Linked DNA regions of Mus musculus: region 1 is linked to region 2. Evidence: chromatin contacts called from public promoter capture Hi-C data. All regions are on one chromosome and are shown on one strand. The core of a region is the stretch at or near the end of the contact, and the rest is flanking DNA. Distances in the headings are between cores, read along the strand shown.

Evidence for each region. Promoter capture Hi-C pulls out the DNA fragments that hold promoters and counts their contacts.
Region 1: a contact with region 2 is called in a promoter capture Hi-C map of embryonic stem cells. The contact joins the enhancer-like site here to the promoter of Smoc2 in region 2. A contact is called at or near these places in 4 of 39 promoter capture datasets (embryonic stem cells, hippocampal neurons and liver) and 2 of 115 datasets of contacts at active chromatin or transcription factors (embryonic stem cells and epiblast stem cells).

What each region holds. Positions count from the first base shown.
Region 1 is chr17:14,813,737-14,820,462 of GRCm38.p6, reverse strand. It overlaps Wdr27 (WD repeat domain 27), which reads left to right. Exons shown (of 25, transcript NM_175173.3): 25 at 1,457-1,791. Among named protein-coding and RNA genes, the nearest start is that of Gm23352, 25 kb to the right of the region's middle. Within about 2 kb of position 2,317, at least 20 of the 459 cell types and tissues checked have an H3K27ac peak or open chromatin away from gene starts, as enhancers often do. A contact at or near this core is called in embryonic stem cells and epiblast stem cells, where this site is marked.
Region 2 is chr17:14,276,601-14,283,710 of GRCm38.p6, reverse strand. It overlaps Smoc2 (SPARC related modular calcium binding 2), which reads right to left and starts at 4,205. Exons shown (of 13, transcript NM_022315.2): 1 at 3,912-4,205. The coding sequence starts at 3,995. It overlaps Gm52280 (a long non-coding RNA gene), which reads left to right and starts at 3,200. Exons shown (of 3, transcript XR_003952216.1): 1 at 3,200-3,599; 2 at 5,023-5,168; 3 at 5,591-5,863. It overlaps Gm34567 (a long non-coding RNA gene), which reads right to left. Exons shown (of 4, transcript XR_385414.4): 4 at 5,949-7,110.

The DNA of each region.
Region 1 (6,726 bases), core at 1,068-3,567, 540 kb before region 2:
CCTCCAAACTCTCCCATATACTCATCCTTTCTTCTTCAAATTTATGGCCTCTTTCTATTGTTTAGTAACACACACACACACACACACACACACACACACACACACACACACACACACACCCCTAAATGCGTAGGTGCTTGGTCTGTATAGTGTTATTTGTATGCTTGTTTTCAGGACTTACCATATGGTATTGGAAAACCAATTGGTCTCCTCTTCCCCAGTTTTCCCAACACTAGTTGCTGAAAATACTTTCTTTTATCCAGCTTGTTTCTGGCACCTTTGTCAAATACTAAACACCTCACATTTGGGTGTTTGATTATGTTTCATTGGTCTATGTGATTATTTTTGTGCCAGTTCCATATTTTTTTTTTTATTACCATGGCTCTGCAGTACATGTAAGTCAATATTCTAAAGAAAAATTTCCCACCGGAGTTGACAAGACTCTCTCCAAGATCCAAATGCCATCTAACAAAACCCAGCACTATGCATTGGGCGGGGTTGTCTAATATTCCCAAAACATTACAGGTCATTGCTATTGGCCTTGGTTGTGCCAGGTGTTGAAGAAAGACAGCATGTATTTCAGACAGAGGACCTAGAAGTCTCTAATATAGAACTGACCTGAAAGCCTCTTTCCTGAGGACTAGGTCTCATGATACTGGGGGGAAGAAGGTAATGCAAGCTTCCAAAGGAGGGAGGCTACCAACAGTCTGACCCAGCTATGATGATTATGAATCACGATGGTGACCAGCATGGCACGATAACCCTAAGGGTGAAGTAGGCATGGACATCTTGTCAGTGGCCAACAGAAGACCTGTTCAACAAGAGAAAAACTATGCCTTGTACTGGAAGCTACCAGGGCTATTGAATTCATGGCTCTTGGAGAACCTATGGCTTTCATTTTACTAAACCAGTATAATCTCTCACTACCTTCTAAATCTTATTCCTTATGCCCACCAATAAGTGTAGTCCTTACTCCTCTTCAAGGAAACTCTTCTTTGCAACAGAGACAATATAGAAAACCACAACCAATCAAAAATGTTGAGTGGTAGGACCAGTCACAATGGATGCATGTACAAAGTATCTCCCACAACTAAGGCTCAGGGACCATTGCAGAAGGATCGTGGTGATAGTAGTGGTGTGTGATGGTGAGTGGTGGTGGTAATGGTGAAGGGAGAGAAGAAAGAGGAGGGGGAGGAGAAGGAGGAGGAGAAAAGGTGTGGGTTAAAAATGGTGTCCCACATGTGCTCGGGGCTTGGGTTGCTGGGCAAGGTGGGATATGGGAAGTTTGAAATGGAAAGAGGGGTCACTCACAGAGGGATAAATACAGAAGGAGAGTAAAATAACATCTCTGGAAAAAGTCTTAAGGAATCTATTACTACTACTATTATGCATATACCTGTATTTTTAAAGTCCTCGCCTTCATCACATGTAAGTTTTGTTTGATTTGCTGCTGCAGATGCATTGTTGGCTAGTTTTATATCAACTCTACACAAGTTGGAGTCACTTGGGAAGGAGGAACCTCAATTGAGAAAATGCCCCCACCAGCCTGGCCTGTGGTGCGTCTTCTTGATCGATGATTGATGTTGGAGGATTCAGATCACTGTGGGCAGCACCACTCCTGGGCTGGTAGTCCTGACTGCTATCATGAAACTGAGTAAACCAGGAGTGTCAATCCAGAAAGCAGCACTCCATGTCCTCTGCATCAGCTACTGCCTCCAGATTCTTGTCCTGGCTTCATCCAATGATGTATCATGAAGTAGAAGTGGAAACAAAATAAAGTCCCTTCTCCCCTAGTTGCTTATGATCATGGTGTTTCACAGCAATAAGAACCCTAACTAAGACAGACAGATATTGTTGACTCCTGTCAAAGGCTGAAAGAAATGGGTAGGCCTTTTGCTTTAATTGATTAGGTAGGTAGAAAAGTATGTTTGTTTTTTGCTTTGTTAAAGTTTGCCACTTGGTATTAAAATAAAAAACATACATAATGTTACATTATACATCATCTTAACATGCATTTATCTCCTGTAGCCACCAGTGGCCACAGGTTACTGGGTTCCTGAAAGGAGAGTTGGGGTTGAATGGGAAAGGCAGCAAGAGAAATAAAGAGCCAAGACAGAGTTCTCTGATCTAGACCCAATGTTTATGTAAGAGTCTGAGCTTATAAAGGGGAGGAGGACACATCCCCCACTACACCAGGATCTCTTGGTCCCTTTGTCAGGATGAGTCAGGAAAACAAGCTCAGCTGCTCAGCAGGTAGCTTCTCACAGGAAGCTGCAGATGTGGCAGACAAAAGACTTTACCAAGGTCAGAAGACTCCGCCCTAGGTGAGCAACTGTGGCAAACAAGGTTTGAGCCAACCTGCTTAAGGCTGGGGGCGGGCACAGTCTCCTATGTTACCACCCCTTTGGCATTCAACCATTTGCACCAGCTCTGACATCACTTTATGGTGGACATCCCAAATTCAGATGCTCATGTGAGCACCTGAGGTCACAGGAGCGCCATGCTGTCCCTGAGCTTCTAGCCATTCTACAGGCCACGCACACTGGAAGACCCCAAATGTGGGGCTTCAAGAAACCTCTCTGCACTCACCAAGAAGCAGTACAAGTAGCCAGAGCTTCCTGAGAATCTCCCCTCAGAGCGCAGGAGTGGTGGTGAGAGCAGACGCATCAGCAGCAGTCAGGGCTGGTAACACAGAACCTTGCACATGTTGCTGTCATCCCAGTGCGCCATTCTGCATTATATTAAGCCATGCTCAATGCTGGCCATGTCTGTGGTCTCTGATCATCACATTCTCAAGCCTGTGAGAACACAGCACTGCTCCTGAGGCATGTTCAAGTTCCTGCTAAAGACTTGGCCAACGGTAACACTGCCCTTGATTTGTTAATTTTTCATTTTGTGTTTCCTGATAGCTGATATTTGGCTTCCTCCTCAGAAACTGTACACAGGACACTTTGTGTCTGATGGGGAGACGTGCCCTCTTCAGGCAGCACCTACTCCATTCCAAACAAACATTCTTGGCAATGACAAGCAGTGTTTTGATCATCATAATCTGAGGTGTAAAAATCAAAAAGCACGCCTTGTAAGTCAGTTTACTTCCACAACTCTCTATGCACTACAGATGATGGTAAAATAATGTGTTAGTGATTCAGAGCTGCAAGCTGTGAGTTTATTAGAGTTGGTAACAAAGGGGACAAAGTATTTCCTAAACACAGTGCCACTCACAGTCCTGCCTGCTCTTCCTGTCCCCTTGTCAGCCTCTTCTCTACAGATTTTAGCAATTCCTTCCTTGGGATTCAGGTCACTCTCCAGGCTTTTGACAGAGGTGCTTCTGTACCTAAGGGGTGTGTGTGTGTGTGTGTGTGTGTGTGTGTGTGTGTACATGTCTACACACCATTTACAGTGGGATCTCACTCAGATCCCTTTTGGGAGATGGGAGAATTGGATTATGCCTGGAATATTTTGCTTTGTTTGTTTGTTTGTTTTTAAAGGAGACCCAAGGCAGTATTCTGAAAGCTTCAGTAGGTGGTGGCATGGCATGCTGGGTGCTCCTTTGGCTTTCTCTCCTTGCACTGATAATGTTGTATTGGCCACCAGTTGATGACAGTTGCTTCTGAACTTACATGGATATGTGGTGAGGAGACTCTCTTCTTCTGATCACCAACAGCAAGTATAGGCCTGCTTAACCTGGTCAGCCAGCTAAAAATGGATAGAGAAATCTTGACTAAAGGAACCGGGTATGAAAGCCATTGCTGTTTCCACTGAGACTTGCAGAGTGGTAGCTTCAGATGTAGCCTACATCCTTCTCACAGCCTATGGAGCCTCCACTCTCTTCAGCTTCCTGCTGCTTGGGCTCAGTGATGGCTTGCCTCCTCCTGACCCTGACGCCACTTTCTGTTTTCACATACATATGTGAGAACACACATGGCAAGAGACCCGAGAACATGGTGAGTTTACACACACATACACATGTGCAGGTGCCCACAGCATGTGTTAGGAGACCATGTGTCCAGGAAAATCTGTGGTGGCTATGAGCACTCACTGTTGGGTTCCATGCTCTTCCAGATCAACACTGGGTCAGAAGTAGGATGGCCACGTCATGAGCCACTGTAGCTTGCCAAGCTTCAGAAGCAGCACTGCCCAGCCGAGGGAGGGGGCAAGGAATAAGATGACCCTTCTCTCATCGAGAGGAGCAGGATAGAGGGTCAGGGAGCCATGACCTGCACCTTGTGCATGACTCTGCCACTGCTACATGGGGGTCAGGATGCCCTGGCATGCTTATTGTCCTTGAGACCTCTGTTGTTCCAGTGACTCAAAACCCCTGTGGCTTTAAGAATGTGGATTCCACATGCATGTGTATCTGCCAGACACTTAATACTAAACTCAAGAAATCATAAATTCAGAGGGCATAAGTCTGGTTAATTCCACATCTTCCTTTTGTGTGGTGTTGGTGAACATTTCATAGTCTTAACATATTTAAAGTGTTGCTTTTTTAGGCATTTATCCCATAGGGCCCAGGACCAGGTCAAGGGTATTCCAGACAGGAACTTTCACTCAAGACTTATTGTGGAAGGGTGTGTGCCATGTGGCAGAGAGGGTGGAATTTGTCCATAAAAACAGGGGTTCCAGAAATAACTGCCTCTGATGGACAGGTTAAGGGAGAAAGTTATTCCTCTCCTCAGTTGAGTGTTCCATGAGGACACCACCAAGCCGATGTCATCATTTGCATGCCAATAGCCATTCATCCTGGCCTGGCATTTGTGAAGTAGCAGATGTGTGGACACATCTGTGTTCCTCCCTTTCACGCCTCCTTCTCCCTTGGTCACTGTTCTTTCCACTCCCACATGCCGCGCCAAGATGCCCCTTTGGTATTGGTGAACATAGGGAGGACACGGGTCTCAGGAAGAGCTGTGAAAAGGGCTATGTGTTAAATAGCCAGAGACCAGAGTGTGGTTTTTAAAGTGAGTGGAGCTTAGCCAGTACTTCCTGTCTAGAGGGGCTCAAAGGCCTCCTGCAGAAACTTCTGTGGTAGTAAGGGGGAAGTCTGGGTCCCACCCACATTTTATTTTACTTTCCAGAAACGGTTTGTAAGTTAATCTTAAAACAAACAAACAAACAAACAAAGCTAGCCCAGTTTCTACAGACATACTATGTTGAAAAGAGCTAAGTGAATAGATCTATTGATCCTTGGGTTCTACTATATGTCTTTTAAAACAACTGGTAACTAGACTTAGTTTACTTAAATCTGACCTTCCTCCTGTGCCACTGTGAACAGTGGAGTGAGTCTCGCTACCACTTGAAAGTTCTCTGCAGCCTGTAGAGATTAAGTAGTCATTAAGATCAGCACGTTAATGTTTGCAGGTGTGTTTATATTATATTTCTAAAGCACCGAGGCTGGGGTAGGAGGGTGGTTAGTGGTCCTGGGTTTTCCTGCTGGGTTTTCAAGCTCCAGAAAAGTCACTTGAGATGCCAGTGCCCTCCAGGAAGGCAATATGTCTCTCTCTTTTAAAAATAGATTATGGCAGGAAAATGTTTCACGAACCGGGATACGCCATGATTATTCTTTTAAATATATCGCATTTAAATACTCTGGGATTGGAAACTACAGATCATCAAACGCCAAAGTCCTCAATAAAACACAGAACTAGAGAAGTAATATGAAGTCGGCTGCAGCCTGGCGAGTTGGCCTTTGACCGTTCAGTACAATATTGAAGAGGAAGAGGAGGTGCAGGAGGCACGAGCCAGAAATGACTTATCCTGGCACACGATTTCTTGAAAGACGGGGAGCTGCTCAGGCCTGAGCAGGGCAGGGCAGGGCTTCACTGCTTCTCTTCATCTGTGCACATGGTTAGCAGCAAACACACCCACGTTTCTCTTCAGCAAGGACAACCTATAAGATGTGACTAGGTTTTCATTACCGTTTCAGAGAAAATTGATATTCAGTAAACTCTGCCCATAGTGGTAAATATATGCACAAAGAGGGGACTAATGTGATTTCAGCCTATTCTCTGAAGTTTACTAGCATTTAGAGGCTCCCCTATGCAATGTCCCATAGCAGATTCATCACACTAAAAAAGTTGCAAGGAAGGTGCAGGGATGAAGAGGAACAGAGAGTTCATGGTTAGGTAGAGAACCCGATATATAATGGGAATAGCTACACAATACAAATATACTTAAATCACTGAAACTAGGCACTTAAAGATTATATTTTATTTGTATTTTAAGCATAATAAAAAATTGAAAAGAATACAGGAAAACCACGACTTTGAAGATTCTCAATGAGGCTATGAAAGAAGCCAAATACCACACACAAAACCCACATGTAGCCTCATGCTATTTGTAGGAAATGTCCAGAAGAGACAGAGACAGAGAGATTGCTGCTAAAGAGACAGGGCATGGGCTTTCTTTGTGAAAAACTCCTGGCTCTAGATAACAATCACACATTCTGAGTCATGAATTCCACTTTATACTGGACGTTGATTGATTGATTGATTGATTGATGGCTAAATGAGTGGTTTGAGACAGAATGCCACTCTATGGTCCATGAGGGTCCTGAATTTGGAGTGATCTTTGTGCCTCAACCTCTCCAGTGCTAGGATTACAAGATTGAGCCATCATGATTGGCTTAAGGGTGTATTTTTAAAGGATTATAATTAAGAATTTTATGTGATATGTGTATTACACTTTAACTTTCAAAATTAAGGTCATTTAAACAACAAAAATGTAAAA
Region 2 (7,110 bases), core at 2,956-5,455:
TACCCTGTAACAGTTTTACAGTAAGCCACACTGGGTTCAGCACAATAAAAATATGAATGTACTTATCTTTCATCAACAAAGTGAAGTTATCCTGTGACCTTCCTGGTGTTGAAAATCTAGTTAACTTGGCCAGACTTTATAATATAACATTCCCACTTAAAATTCCTTTTTAAATCTAAAATGCAAATGTGAGTTGACATCTTTATGCCATGCTCTTTATTTTAATTGAATTACATACAACCTTTGCCTTTCAATTTTCAGCCTGGAACTATGAAACCATGGCAGACTGTGTCCACCCGGGGCCCTCACTTGGAGTAATTTGGTTTTAACCCATGTGAAATTAGAATCCAATGCAATGATAACTCATATTCTGAGCCTTTTCTTCATGTGGGATATAGCATAATCTTTCATACATGTATGGATATTTAAAGTCTGAAGACACTCAATTAGTGACAGGACCCTGCTCCCCACACAGAGGATGTTCTTCCCCTGTAAATGAACTCATTCACAAAGAGAAATTCTCCTTTCAATTTTCTTTAGCTTCAAAGCACAAATGGAATGGCCTCATTGTAAGCTTGTGCTTCTATATATGAAATCACGTGTCTTTTAATATAATTTTTAACCTGTACACATTCCCTTTCACCTCCAACCTCGCAAGCCACAGCCAGTCTTTATGGCCTCCACATCCTATCATCCTGGCTGAACCAAAGAGGCACTGGGATACAAGATCCCTTAAACCCCTGAGCCACTGTAACCCACAGGTATCCAGGTTGCCTTAGTCAGGCTTGAAGCTATTCACAATCTTCATTTCAAATGAGAACTAAAGGTTTAGAGATCATGTAAATGAGTTCCTAGTAGGAAACATCGTCTTTAGTTCCCTCCTCCTTCCCCCAGTTTCAGAGACCTTCTTCACAGAGCCTCAGACACAGTGTTGCCAGAAGAGGAAGGAAAATTGGATCACTGTTGGTTCCTCAGACTGAGGGCTATGGTGTCACAGCATCATGGTCCATACATCCCACTGCACCATCACTCAAGTGCAGAAGGAAACATGATCATGGACAGCACGTCCTGTCCTGGACTGATGATCATCAGTGGTGTTCTTCTGAATCCACGTGTCCAAACTGCTGTCTTCCCATCACTCTCCTTCCCTTCAAAGACCCAAGCTGAAAATCACAAAGCACACGGCAGAATGCCCGCATCTCCTCACCTCACTCCACTCACTGGAAAGAACGCTAACATCTGTGCACAACCAGGCCATGAGAAGGGTGGAAAAATCCACAGGCTGGCTCTGTCGGCTGGCTCTGTCCGTACACACTTCCTCCCCAAGAGGTGAATCAGTTTACTCATTCCCAGAACAAATGGGCAGGACAAAGGGAAGAACGTGCTCTTCCCATCTGCCTGGACAGCCCACATGATTTCTCTCATCTAAGCCAGGCAAGGAATCTACTCTAATACCCAAACACCCCGTAATGACACAACAGTGTAAGAGCTGGCTTCTAAACTCCCTTCCAACAGCATAATCTGGATTGGAGAATGAGTGTAGTCTGAGTGCATCAAATGTTACCTTTAACCCTTAGGACATGCTGGGTAGTCTTCCTCATTCTATAGGTAAGACCGAAGAGGTTCAGTCACTTGCATAAGATCACACACCCATCCAGAAGAAACCTGGCCCCCACACATCCCCATGGACTGTGAGTCCCGTATACTCCTGTGAACTGAGAGGCCCATTTATTTCTATGAATTGAATTCCACACACCCTTAAGAACTTAAGAACCCATGCACTTTTGCAAACTAACACTTCAGTCATTTACTAGAGGCAAAATAGAAACCTCATACATAGGAGTCCATTCTCTAGTTTAGTCTTTAGGAACCCAAAGACGTCTCCAACAAACAGAAGGTAACTTGAAAGGAGATTAGCAACCACGTTAGAAAACTCCAGAACATCTAACATTTCCCAGTGACTGATCACTCAAACTTTGATTATATCTGAAGTACTTTCTATTGCAACCACAGTCTTCATTTTCTAGATGGGGATGGCAGGGAGGAGAGAAGAATCCTGGCAAATAGTTTATAGCTTTAAATATTTCTCCTGGATGCAAAAGCAGCAGCATTTTATGTGTTAATGTGATTTTAAGACAAAGTGTTCTTGGGGAGTGCGGTAAATGGGGCACTTCCTGTATGGTGTAAGACCAACTCCCAGCTCCCGTAAAGAGACCCCACAAGCAGCTGGCACCCATGGAGCCCAGGAAACCTTGCAACAGTGTAAAGAGACAAAGGGGGAAAGCAATAAGTTTCCAGAAGGGGTAGGGCAAGAAAAGAAAATCTGTCCTGTTTACCAATCTTAGACAGAGAGGGGGGGGGCGGTGGGGAGAGAGCGCACAGAGGGTGAGACATGTCTACTTGATACTTTTAGAAAATAGTATAGTGATTACACAAGTCTGCTGCTTAGAGCTCAGATACATGGTGCTAAGACCTTTTGAGAACTGGCCAGTTTCCCAGTGGACTTTTTAAATTTGCTCGAAGTGTGTGCACGAGCTCTGTACATACATGAACATCTGTGCACACATTCATATATGAATGCATGCATGTCGTCCCTTCAGGCTCTTCGGGGTAGGGCAAGACTGGGAGTGAAAACTCCCTGCAGTTTCCAGCTATGGTTCTAATCTATCAGTCGCTCACGAGACACAAGGCAGGGCCCTAGGACTGCCCCAGAAGAATTTTAGGTATGAACAATGAACTCACTCAATCTTCCCCCTTTCAAGCTGCTGAGAAACAGGGAGAGGGGAAGAAAAAGCAACAGGCTGGCCAGCTTGCTTCACTTTTGCAAAAAGCTTCGACTCGTGGGCTAGCCCTGGTTTTCCATAGGCTAAGCACCCTCCCCAGGGCACCTACCACTCCAACACTCCTCTCCACGGGAGCCTGCTCACCACCTTGGTGTTTTCTTAAGCACTTGTTCAAAAACACGTTTAAGTGGAATGCTTTCGTTTCTGCAGATTGCATTAATTATGGGTTCCCTAGCGCGCGGGCCGCAGAAGGGCTGCCCGCCGGGCTCTGCAGACACCAGCCCGCAGGAGTGGCCGCGGTTGTGTTGGCCCGAGGTGGACGCGCTCAGCCCCCATCCACAGCGCGGCTTTTGGCACCTCACCTCGCGCCTTGGCGTAGCCAGTACTGCAACTAAGAGAGACAAACTTAGAGCGGTCAACCACAGTGCCACGCGCGCTCGGGAGCGCGCCCTGGCGCGCACTGCATCCTGCTCCTGAGGAGAGGACCCACGAGACCAGGGGCGCTCCTCTATGCCTCCTGTGCTGGAGATTGTTCCTCCTCTATGAGTTGTTTTTTTTGTTTTTTGGCTTTTGGATTTTGGATTTTTTTTTTTAAAGAAACGCGCTCTTTAATTCAATGTCATATCTGCTTCTTCCTCTCAATTAAGGGTTCTCTGAGATGCTCCGCCACAAGTGGAACACATGGGATGTGGCCCCTTTCTCCCCCATAAGGGGGGTTGGGGTACAAGGGGTCCTCGTGGCGCTGGAGCCGAAGATTGCCCGCTTCCTAATCCTAGGCTGGGTCGGTGGCGTTGGCAAGGTGGGCACCCAGTCCCGGTGAGTTCGCCCTGAAAGAGCTGAGGTGCATAAGTGGCCCAGATCCTTGTTCCTGTGCCATCTCATCTCGCCCAAAGTGGGGGACTCCAGGCACTCCTGCATGTCAACTCCCTTCTATCCTGGACTAGTAGGACCAGCAGCCCTTCACATACTGAGTAGCTATCGACCCTGGACACGCACGCTGTGGGACTCTCCCGAACCCACCTGTTGGGGATTGCTGGGCCACCTGCTCCCGGAGCCTTGTCCCAGAAGGAAGAGTGGGTTCTCAGTGAGGGACAACAGAGAAAGACAGGGGCGCGTCCCGGGACTTACCGTGAGCGCTGAGAACTTCTGCGCGGGCACCGGCGGCAGCAAGGCAGCGAGCAGCGGCAGCCAGCACAGCTGTGGCGGCAGCATGGTGACGCTGGAGGGGACCAAGCGAGGCAGACGCCCCACGCGCTGCGCCCTGGCACTCGGCGAAGATCCGGTGTGCGAACGTGCGGGCGAGCGGGCTAGAACTGCTCCGCGGTCCTATGGCCGCTGGTGGAGACCGCACGGCCCCTCCGTGCGCTCTGGCCGGCGCTCCCCGAACTGCCGCTGCTGCTGTCAAACAGCCCTAGTTTCCCCGGATCCTCCTGTCCCGCCCTCTTCGCCCTCCCGCCCGCAAATCTCCTCCCTCCGCCCCACCTCCCTTAGCCACCGCGCCCGCGCAGGGGCCGCCCGGCGCGCAGGGCTGTGAAGGAGACAGCGAAGGCTACCAGGACTAGGCAAGCGTGTGTTGATGCTGTTTGCACGCCTCCTTCAAGCCAATGCCAGGGCACACCTTACAGGCATGCACACTCACACTGGCTCCAAGAGATGCACTGAGCCCCACCCTCCTGGCCTAGGGCGCCTTCTGTCTTCACCTTGGAGGGTCCCCACTGTGCCTTGGCTCGCCTGTGGCTTTACATTCACCAGAATGTAGCACTCTGAGATGCTAAGTGGTCATTGGCTCCTCGGTAGGGCCTCTGAGAACACCAGGAGTCCTGCATCTTTCCGCAGGTTAACGAGGAGGGCGGGAGGGGTCTGAAAACAGATCTGTGAGGCAGATGACTTCCTTGAGTTGGGCAAACTTAGAGAAAGGTGAGCGCACACATTGATGTGGCCGCTTCAAACAGTTTAGGCAAGCATTTCAGGTGTTCGGCAGCAAGCGCATTTGAGTAGGCTTTTGACTGTGATAGAAACCAAGGGGATTTTGCGCACCAGGTCCTGCAAAAGGAGCATTGCTGAAATAGTTTAGCCCTGGCTGGTAGCTTCACAGGAAAAGGCCCTAATTCTACCTCACGCAGAAAGCCAGCTGGGAAGACTTTCGAGAACAAAGAATCAATTGACTTGTCAGGGCCTCTCTGTAGGGAGCAAAACAGCAAGCTCACCTCTAACTTCTCTCTCCTCTGCTGCTCTGGAGATTCCTGTGAGATCGTAGACCAATCAGAAAGCAGCTACCCTGCCCTAGCCCAACACGGGGACCTCTGGAGAAGAACAGCGCTGGAGCTCCAAAAGGATAGCCTTGAAGAATGAAGTCAACCGAGCAAACAGTCCCAACTTCATCAGGTGGGCTGTGCCTATTTTCAGGAGGTCATTAGGAGTGGGCTTGTGGACAGCTGACATTCCCTCACTGGAGGAGAGAACGAATGGGAAGTATCACTGGACTTCACCTCAGATGGCGGGTGTTCGTGCAGTTCTTCCTAATAGTTGTCCTTCAGGGCCTCTGGAGGTACTCGAGATCATGAGCTGGGGCAAATTCCCCGAGAGGGGCTCCATCTATGTGGGTGTGGAAGCCATCATCCAAGCTGTGTGAAGACTGGACTATGGATGCTCTGACGTTAATCACATTCCTGCAGTGAACCCCTCACCTATGCATGTTAGTAAGCACAAGCTCACTAGCTCCCCGTGCTGAACTCCCCATGGAATCCTAGTTTGTTTTGCCACTGGGGCCTTTTGAGGAGAGATAGATCTTGCTTATGTCTCCTCAGGAAAGGAACTCTCACATCACACAGGGAAAGAGAACCTTCTAGAGATGGCTGCTGAAAGAAACCTTCAAAACTCGAAATCTGTCAAGCCTTCAACACCCTTCCTACACTGAGGACATGGAGGAACATCGTAGCAAAACTCTTCAGGGTCAGACTCAGCCCAGGGACAGGCATGACTGAGTAAGCAAATAACATATACATTGAACCAAAAAAAATGATACAAATGTTGTGTACTTCTATCGTAGTAATGGTGGTGTGATGATGGTGGTGTGATGATGATGATGGTGATGATGGTGGTGGTGGTGGTGGTGGTGATGATGATGATGAAAATCAGCACATTCAAGAAGTATTTGGTACAAAACATTTTCCTTTTACCTTTTATTTCAAGGGTACAAATTATTAGCTGAAATGTCTTCTTGGGACTGAAAGTCTGAAAATAGCTTTTTGTCTACTCTCTTCCATGGGAGTGTCCAGCAAGTAACAGGCTTCATTTGCTCCCATTTTACAGATGAGAAACAAAACAAATAACTGTATGTCTTAGCCAGCCACAAAATCGGGGGCCGAGTCCAGATGTCCGAACTTGGAACTCTGGCAAGTCTATCACATCCCCTGGAGACGTGGAAAGCAGAAAACAACCCCTTGGCACTCACTGCCTTGAGTCCTCCAATCTCAACACATCTTTCATTTGTCCTCTGAGATTCCAGGGAGATCAGTGTAACAACACGCTTTTCCAAGACACTGACAGATGAGAAGGGTCGGAGCCTTCAGAGACCCTCTAACATTTGGAGGCACTAACATGTGGACCGAAAGCCAAGTTCTGTGTTCTTAAAGATGCTCGAAGTGAAATTTGGAGAGGTAACCAGTTCCCATTGTGTGGGGGAAAATAGAACATTTATTAAAACCACTAAGAAATGGTTTTATGTGTCAGCCACTTCCTTCAAAGTTAAGACAGGAAGTAGTCAGCTCAAAGGTCTGAGACATCCCTACAGGAATGAAATAATATCCCCTGCTCCTGGAAATGAGCTCTCAATTGTAAGAGTGGCAGGCTTGCTTTTGGATGTGACCCGTGGACCCCAAATTTACATTTCTGTCATTAGCAAGAGTCACAGTGAAGATGGGCAGAGAACAGGTCAGTCCCTGTGGGATTATCTTGAACCCACATGTCTCTCCACAGACTCTCATTAGCCATCAGCCCTGTCTTCCTTTCCTTGTTTTACTGTGTTAAGCTGAAAAGTCTTTTTGCTCTTGGTGAAGAGGCCATTTACCATAAATGTCTGGCTTACTCTTGGTATTTAGCCAGTAAAAGAAAAAGGTGTCAGACATCTTCCCAACTCCCAGTATGCAAAACACAAGAAGAGTCGAAGGTCCTTTTCTTGTTCTGTGACTTCCAAGGTTTCCCTCGTCCTTTGGAGGCTGGATTGGAGCAAGCAGCCGACCACTGTGCCTACGATGCACATCGCAGCCAGCCACCAGCTTCTGGTTTCCACTTAATCCTAAGAGGAGAAATCTTCACAGATTGCCTG